Regions from separate parts of the Rattus norvegicus genome. Here region 1 is linked to region 2. A link is a contact called in public Hi-C data. All regions are on one chromosome and are shown on one strand. Each heading gives the region's core, a stretch centred on a gene start, on an enhancer-like site or on the middle of the called end of the contact. The rest is flanking DNA. Distances are from core to core; before and after follow the strand shown.

What was found. Hi-C and Micro-C count contacts between places; a contact is called where the count stands out from the background.
Region 1: a Hi-C map of frontal cortex shows a contact between it and region 2, with 2.0 times the contacts expected there. The contact joins two enhancer-like sites.

The regions. Positions count from the first base shown.
Region 1 is chr3:42,541,746-42,545,270 of GRCr8, reverse strand. Lhx2 (LIM homeobox 2) reads right to left here. Exons shown (of 5, transcript NM_001106571.1): 4 at 1,158-1,363. Among named protein-coding and RNA genes, the nearest start is that of Lhx2, 7.8 kb to the right of the region's middle. Within about 2 kb of position 1,555, at least 7 of the 93 cell types and tissues checked have an H3K27ac peak or open chromatin away from gene starts, as enhancers often do.
Region 2 is chr3:42,206,971-42,210,903 of GRCr8, reverse strand. It overlaps Dennd1a (DENN domain containing 1A), which reads left to right. Exons shown (of 21, transcript NM_001191747.1): 6 at 2,637-2,717. Among named protein-coding and RNA genes, the nearest start is that of Dennd1a, 200 kb to the left of the region's middle. Within about 2 kb of position 1,968, at least 3 of the 93 cell types and tissues checked have an H3K27ac peak or open chromatin away from gene starts, as enhancers often do.

The DNA.
Region 1 (3,525 bases), core at 306-2,805, 330 kb before region 2:
CACCAAAGTCAGTCACATCCCACCACCACCGATACCCCATTAAGTTTTGTTTTGCTTTCTGACAGTCACTGAAACTTTCTTAAGAGAGGCTTCTGATTTGTCACTTGCTCAGCTTTCAATATCCAGGACCTGTCCTTGCTGTGACACAAGTCAGGTTGCATAGTCTCTCAAATTTTCTTTTGTTTTTCGGTTTTGGTTAAACTTCTATTGGGGGTGGGGGGTGGCTCTGACTTGTATGATGGGGAAACTGAGGTCTCACAACCAGGACTGTTCATCCCAGTTAATCACATAACAAACTAACTTAATGCTATTTTTTAACTAGCATCCACCAAGCATAAAGCATGAGGTAATTCTGTTGTCACCTGTGTCAACACAGCAGCACCTCCCATCGGTGGCATGGCTGGGTGACTCTTGGTGCATTTCACATATTGTAAACTAAGCTCAGGGGGCATAAGAGGTTTGTTAAGTGCTATGAATGAGTATCAGAAAAGCAGAAAGTTTGAAATTTGTTGTTCCAACATGGTGCCACACATTGGGGTTGCAGACTAGAGTTTTCAACATCTTTGGGAGCGTGGGATTCCCATGAAAGTTCCAGATCCTGTCTAGAACACCACAGCATCTCCAACTCTTGTTCCCTATAAAGTCTGGGAGGCAGACAACATAAAACGAACGAACGAACGAACGAACGAATAACAACCCAGGAGATAAGTTAGAGCTATCAGAAGAAAATCCAAGAAAAGGAAGAATGATGTGGGGGCAAATGGACAGAGAGGCACTAAACTTAAGGCACTAAAAGTCCCTTGGGTGGGGACAAAGCAGGAGGGTTCTGGATTCATCTGAAATACTAGAGCCTCTTAAAACATGAGCATGTTGGAGAGTCATTTGAGTAATAGATGATAACTAAAAATGGTTTACCACCAGGAGGGAAAAAAAAATCAAGTATGAAGACAGAGGACCACACAAAGAGGAAAAAATGAGGACGGAAACTGGGAATATGTGATGGCAGGCAAAAAGGCTGACATCCTAAGACAAACTACAAAGGGAGAGAAAGAAGGCAGAGGCAGACAGGCAGAAAGTTCTTCCAAAAGTCCTGGTCCGTGTGAGATTCTGCCTCAGGCCTTGGCAGCTGCAGATGCCCCCACCCTGGCCCAGCTGACCTGGAGGACTCTCTTGGTGAGGCCGGTCTTTTGCGCGAGCTGCTTCAAGTCCTTGGCATCGGGATTGTGGTTAATGGCAAAGTAAGACTTCATTGTCCGAAGCTGGTGGTGCTTGAAGGAGGTGCGCATGCGCTTTGTCTTTTGGCTGCTAGGGTAGGGCTGGTCGCGATCCAGGTGTTCCGCGTCGTTCTCGTTACAGCTCAGCGCTGGGAAAGGGACGCAGAAGCAGCAGGTGAATTTCCTGACTCTGCCTGGTCGCCAAGTCCACACCGCCCACTGACAAACACATCTAGTCCGGGAACCCGGTTGTGTGCACAAACAATGCTGAAATGGGAATAATATCCCCATTTTAGATAAGGAGAAAACGAAGCTCTCTGAAAATGGGACCTGCCTAGGAAATAGTGGAGTCAACCTTTGGAAAACAAAACGAAACCCCCAGAAGCCATCATGTCGTTTGAAGAGCAGCAGTGGAGACTTTTTGGTTCCGGGTATTTTGTGTGTGGTTGGGGAAAGGGGTTCTGAAGATTGAACTCAGGTCTACAAACTTAGCGGCAAGTCCCTTGACCCACTGAGCTAGCTTGCCAGCCCCTAAAAGGCTTTCTTTGCAAGCATAGAGCTGCTGGACAGTTAAAGCAACTCTTTTTTTTTTCTTTTTTTTACAGATGTTGAGACACAAAGGGAAGGCAGCAAGCCAGGCCCTGACAGTGGTGTGAGCCTGCCATCCGTGGTCCTGCACTCTTTTGTTTCCCAAGTTACTTGCCAAGGAAAACCCTGCAGTCTCCATCTCCCCTTAGCAGTGAATGGCACCAGCATCCAGAAGTTACTGACAGCCTCGATTTCATCCCACTTTCATCAACACTCCCTCCCCGAAGGACCCCGTGGGCTCCAGGGCCCCCAGCGCCAGGTCTACAGCTGGGAACTATATGATGTAGCTTTGTCTTCCGCAGCACTGCCCTGTGAGCCGCTCCCTGGGTTTGTTCAGGGAAGCTGTTAGAAGCTTCTCCATCCTTCGGAGAGAGCTGTAGGTAGACTGGGAGGGAAAGAAGTTGGAGAAAGATGGCAACTTAGGCTCTGGCTTTATATGCGTCTCTGTCCCACCGCTACTCTTCCTATTTTAGAGGCAGGAAAAAACTAAAACCAAGGAAAGGAAGCCACTCTCACACACTGGTAAAGGCTGACCCCCCTCTCCTTTTCCTGCTGCACCGCCTCCAGGGAAGTCGAGAAAGCCTGACTCTTTAGGGAGCCCATCCCCATCCCGAGGGGTTTTACTAGGGTCTGTGGGGGATTCTTGGTTGGGAAGGGGTTAGAAAATTTGGGTGTCAATAACTGCTCAGCTGATGAGGGCATTGAGGATCCCTCAGAAAGCCCTCGTTTCATCCCAAGTCACCACACTTTACAGAACTGGAAAGGTATCTTTCAACATAGTCCATGCCTAGAATAGGGGTGCCAAAATTAGCAAATAAATGCAATCGGTGCCCAGTTAGATTTGAATTTCTGATAAACAACAGATAATTCTTTTTTAACCGTCAACCATCATAGGTCTCAAAGATTGCAGGGACCCAAAGGAAACTAAAATTTTATCTAACATTTATATGCTTCTTAGGACACTTGTAAAATTTTGCCCAAAATTCAGAATTAAGTGGTTATCCCGACAACACTACTTAGAAAGCCCTCTCGGGGGACCCCTTTACCCTTACCCAAATGCCACTGCCTTGATGGATCCTACTTCAAAGCGTGAGCTGTAAATTAGGAACGACCTTACATCAGGGCTTGTATCCACGTGTACCCAAGCATACAGATAACCCCTCCTTCAACCAGCGTTCCCATCCAGAACATCCAGCGTGAAGAATTTAAAGGGGATCAGAACATGACTCCTGTTAGCCAGCAGCACTAAACCACAAGGGAATGGACCCTCCTCTTCCTCCCAGCCCCCAGTTCTGCCGGGTTGGGGCAGGCCTCCCCCAGGGGGAATCTCTGGGCTCATCCCTCTGCCCAGCCCCCACCTGGGCCTCACTGCTGTTAATGAGCTCCGTGGGGACCCTGGCGCCCTGTTGGCCCAAGGGAGGTGCCCTGAGAGCGGCCTACTATGGGGGAAGGTGGGACGGAGGGGGGTGGTGGTGGTGGAAGAGCTGACAGAGGTATAAAGCTAGAGAATGGGGGCTGGGGAGGGGGAAGATGGACAGAGCCAAGGGAAAAGAGTAGGGAACTAGAAGCTGTGGCAACTGGGAGAACGGGAAAGCCGGGAGAGGGGAAGTGGAGGGGTGGGGGAGAAAGAGAGCGCTGAATGCAGAGTCTCCGAAATAAGGGGGATATGTGGTGTGGAGTCCGCGTGACAGAACTAATCCCCGGGCTCAAGAAGACAAGGACC
Region 2 (3,933 bases), core at 719-3,218:
ATGAGCTCTGAATTCACTGAGAGACCTTGTCTTTACAACTAAAGTAGACAGCAATCTAGGAAAACGTCTAACATTGACCAGTGGCTTCCACATACACATGCACACACAAGAACAAATATATGCAATATATCCATGGAAACCAAGACTTAGACAAACCCAGCATATTTGTTCACTAAAAACTGCCTTCTCCCATTCAGAAGCTTTGCAGTTGTGGAATGAGGTAAACTTCTATTTGGGGAAGTGTGTGTGTCTGACCATGAGAGTCACCAGGTGTTGTAGCCTATGGTGGTGCATGAGGATTTCACTGCAGGTCCTGGCCACAGTGTGGTCAGATCCTGAATATGGCAGAAAGGGAGTCTGCAGGGAAAGGATGACAAGGGACCTGATCTGGGCAGTGGCCCGCTTGAGGTGTTGGAGCCAGAGGAGATGAGGGTTTGTACATGGTAGAGTGGGAGTAGTCGTGATGTGAGATGTGCTAACTCAGTGGGGAACTGCAGAGAGCTGAAAAGGAAGGGAACCAGCAGTGGTGGCTCAGTGCTTGGTGCCAGAGCATGGAAAGCACGCATTGGACAGTAAAGCCCCAAGATAGGGGTGAGTCTTTTATCTTTGAACAGTATAGTCTCAGTATGCAAAGAGAAGGAACAGGAGTGATTCTAGTGTTAGCCTTGAATTGGAGACATCATTCTGAAGCTAAGGCTTTAAGTGTGTGAAGACAAAAGTAAGTTCAGATATGAAGGCATGTGGTGGTCTGTGTGTATGATACTTTCTGGCTTTGACCGCCTAAGGCCTAAGGTGGGCTGTGGCATTACTTAATGACTCTGACCATTGAAGGTCTGGTGTCATCAATCCCAAGGAACAGCAAGCCTACAAACCCATGGCTCCCAGACCTGGCTTGTGAATGCTCCCCAAGAAAAGGAGTCCTGGCGACATGAGAAAGGGCTACTTCCAGGACTGAGGCAAAGAAAGTGTAAGATGATGCTGAAATAACTTTTGTATCCCAAATTAAGAAAGTACTCAGAAAATGATAGGGATATGTCCTCTAGACAGGAAGGCAAGGTAAAGGGCCAAGATCTTAGTCTGGAACATCAAATACTGAAGGCAAGTGAAAGCACTTGTAGCAAGATAAATAAGCAGCTTGACTCAAAACTTGAGGGATGGAATACTTATATAAAATATTTGCTACAAAATGCTTTTTAAATGCTGGTGTAGGGGGTGCTCAGTAGAGATCTGAGATGATATAGTCAAGTGGTAAGAAAACATCATCAATAAAGAACAAGTTGAGATTCATGAGGAAACATCTGACAGCTGAGACTCATTCTGCAAAATGGTCAAGGTCCTATAGATTAGAAAAGACAAAGGTGTTTTTAGCAGAACTCAAGACTTACCCTGCTGAAGGTCACTCATGCCTCTAAACTGGTTTTATTGCCATGATGGTGTAGGGAGCGGAATAGCTGGCACAGCCAGACAGGATTAGATGGCACACTGTGCTGAGGCACATATACTTCCTGGCTGTGGTGATTAGACATGATTGCTCAGAGAAGAATGATTGTGCACGTGCGTGCGTGTGTGCGTGCATGCGTGCGTGCGTGCGTGTGTAGCTGATAGGGTATGATTGCCAACAACTCATTCTCAAACAGTGGAAGAAATGAAAGGGCCTTTGTTTCTAAAATTGTTCTGTAGGTGTGAGACTGCTTCAGAGCAAAACTCACCTTGTGCACACATGTTCAAGCACCTGTGTCCTCTAAGAGACTTGATTGTCAGAGCACAGACTAAAACAAGCTTGGAAGCTTGGTGAGTCTACTTCATCTCAGGCTTCCTGCCAGAAGCAGACAGGGCTGTGGACTTGAATACAGCAATCCTTCCTCCCTCTCTGGGCTGTGCAGCCTTCTATCCAATGGGAGACTAGAACTTCATAGTTCAGACCTTCACTCTTTACACTCCTTAAGTGGATGACTAGAAGGATCCAGTAGTTAGGACATGACTGCCCATGTAAACTTAACCTTTTATTAGCACACAGAATTCCCACAGGAAAAAAAAGTGGCTTTTGGATCATTTTGTAAGCACTGTTGTTTTGAGCATCTTAAAGGCGAATCTGTTTTGAGCCGAATAATTTGTGCTGCTTTGTATGTTGCTCAGCTGCTCAGTTTCCCTAATTAAAATGCACGGCTGCTGTCCTGTATCACATGCTGGTGAACTTGCTTTATTTCTAACTTTCCATAATTGGAGTCTGCTACATGTACACAATGAACACTCAATAAAATTAATTGAGGGTAATATGATGAAGACTAGATCCATGGTGTCATTGTTATTTCTCCCAACCACCCCCGCCCTGGAAGCTCAGATTGTTTGCATTTAAAAGTTGTTGCTATGGAGTTGGAGGGATAGATTTGCTGAGAGCGTATGGTATATGATCCATAAAAGGTGGTCATGGTAGGTGTCTGACTGAATAGAAAATGTCGAATTTGATGTGGGAGGATCGGTTTGGCTCTTATGTTGGAGCAGTGTCTTTTATCCAACCATACTTGAATATCAAACCTATTTTTGTCTTGGGGCCAGCATTTCCCACCTGTTTCTCTTTGGGTCTAGACTTCACCTCAGGTCCAGCTTTTATAACTTGGACCTTTTCTTTCTTTCAGGAAAGTCAGTGGAATGAACTTCTTGAAACTCTGCACAGACTTCCCATTCCAGACCCCGGAGTGTCTGTTCACCTCAGCGTGGTAAGTGGGGCAAGATGGTGGCCACCCCAAACAAGCATGTCTGTATGGACCTTCAGAGGAGACCAGAACCACACACTCTTACTTAACCCGAGCCCTGGGATTCTCCCTCTTTCTGAGATTCACTGAAGAATAGATGCTTCCCAAATGACCAGTCATATCCTTAGCTGCAGATTCAAGGAACAGAATGGCTGGACCTGTCAGCCTTGTCATCCCCTGTCTTTGGCCACCTGTATCACCCTTTGTCACAGTTAAAGTCCATTCTGGACTTTCAGTCTTCACAATACCTCTCTTCTGTTTGCCTGTTAACTCATGCATCCTTCAGAACTATTCTGATTCTGTTTTCTGAGAAATCCTCCCTTAATCACTCAGGCTGAGTTAGCCTTTCTTTTGGGCCCCAGTCCCCTTACATGATCCGGAGACTTGGTTCCATCCTGTGGGAGTAAGCTGGTTCTCACTCTCTATCCCATGAAGACAGAGGACAATACTCAGTATAGTTCCTAGCCTACAGCATTCATTATTTATTTAATGCTTTGAGGTACATCCTGCACGTTGCTTAGTGGGAAATTTTTGTTCCAATTGTCTACTTTGCTAGTGATTGAATCAAGGCCTTTAACTGTATGGGCTCAGCTTCCTTATCTGTCAGACAGGACATCAGAAGAGATGTGTAAGCTCTCTTCCATAATTCATTTACTAAATTCTTTATCTCTTAGATGGAAGCTGTCATTGCCTTTATCAGAATTCTTTGGTGGACACCATTTGGCCAGGCACTTATTGTCATGCAGACCTGTCTTTCTATCCCAGAACCCTGGCAAGTTAGAGAGTTTTCTCTTCCAGCTTCTCAAAAAGCAGTTACAGTGCTGGTTATAGGAATCAGGAAGGTGTCTGACTTCATAAGGAAAACTAATGAGTTTTACCAGAATGGTATCAAAAGCCACAGGATTGCCAGTAATAATAACAATAGCAAACCTATTTTAAGTTCTTAATTTATACTAATATACACCTCCTATGTTCAAAATCATTCCCAATATAGATGCTAACATACTCATGTCATAGGGGAAAGATTTAGAGGAAAGGGCGTGCATGTAAAGTCATGCAATTTATAAATGATGAACTAGCTTTTATGATCTAAGGAAAAAGGGATGGATGCAGGGAAGCGGGAGGGACTTTACATAGGGAGGATTTGCTCTTAGGGAAGTAGGGACTGCTTGAAAAGATG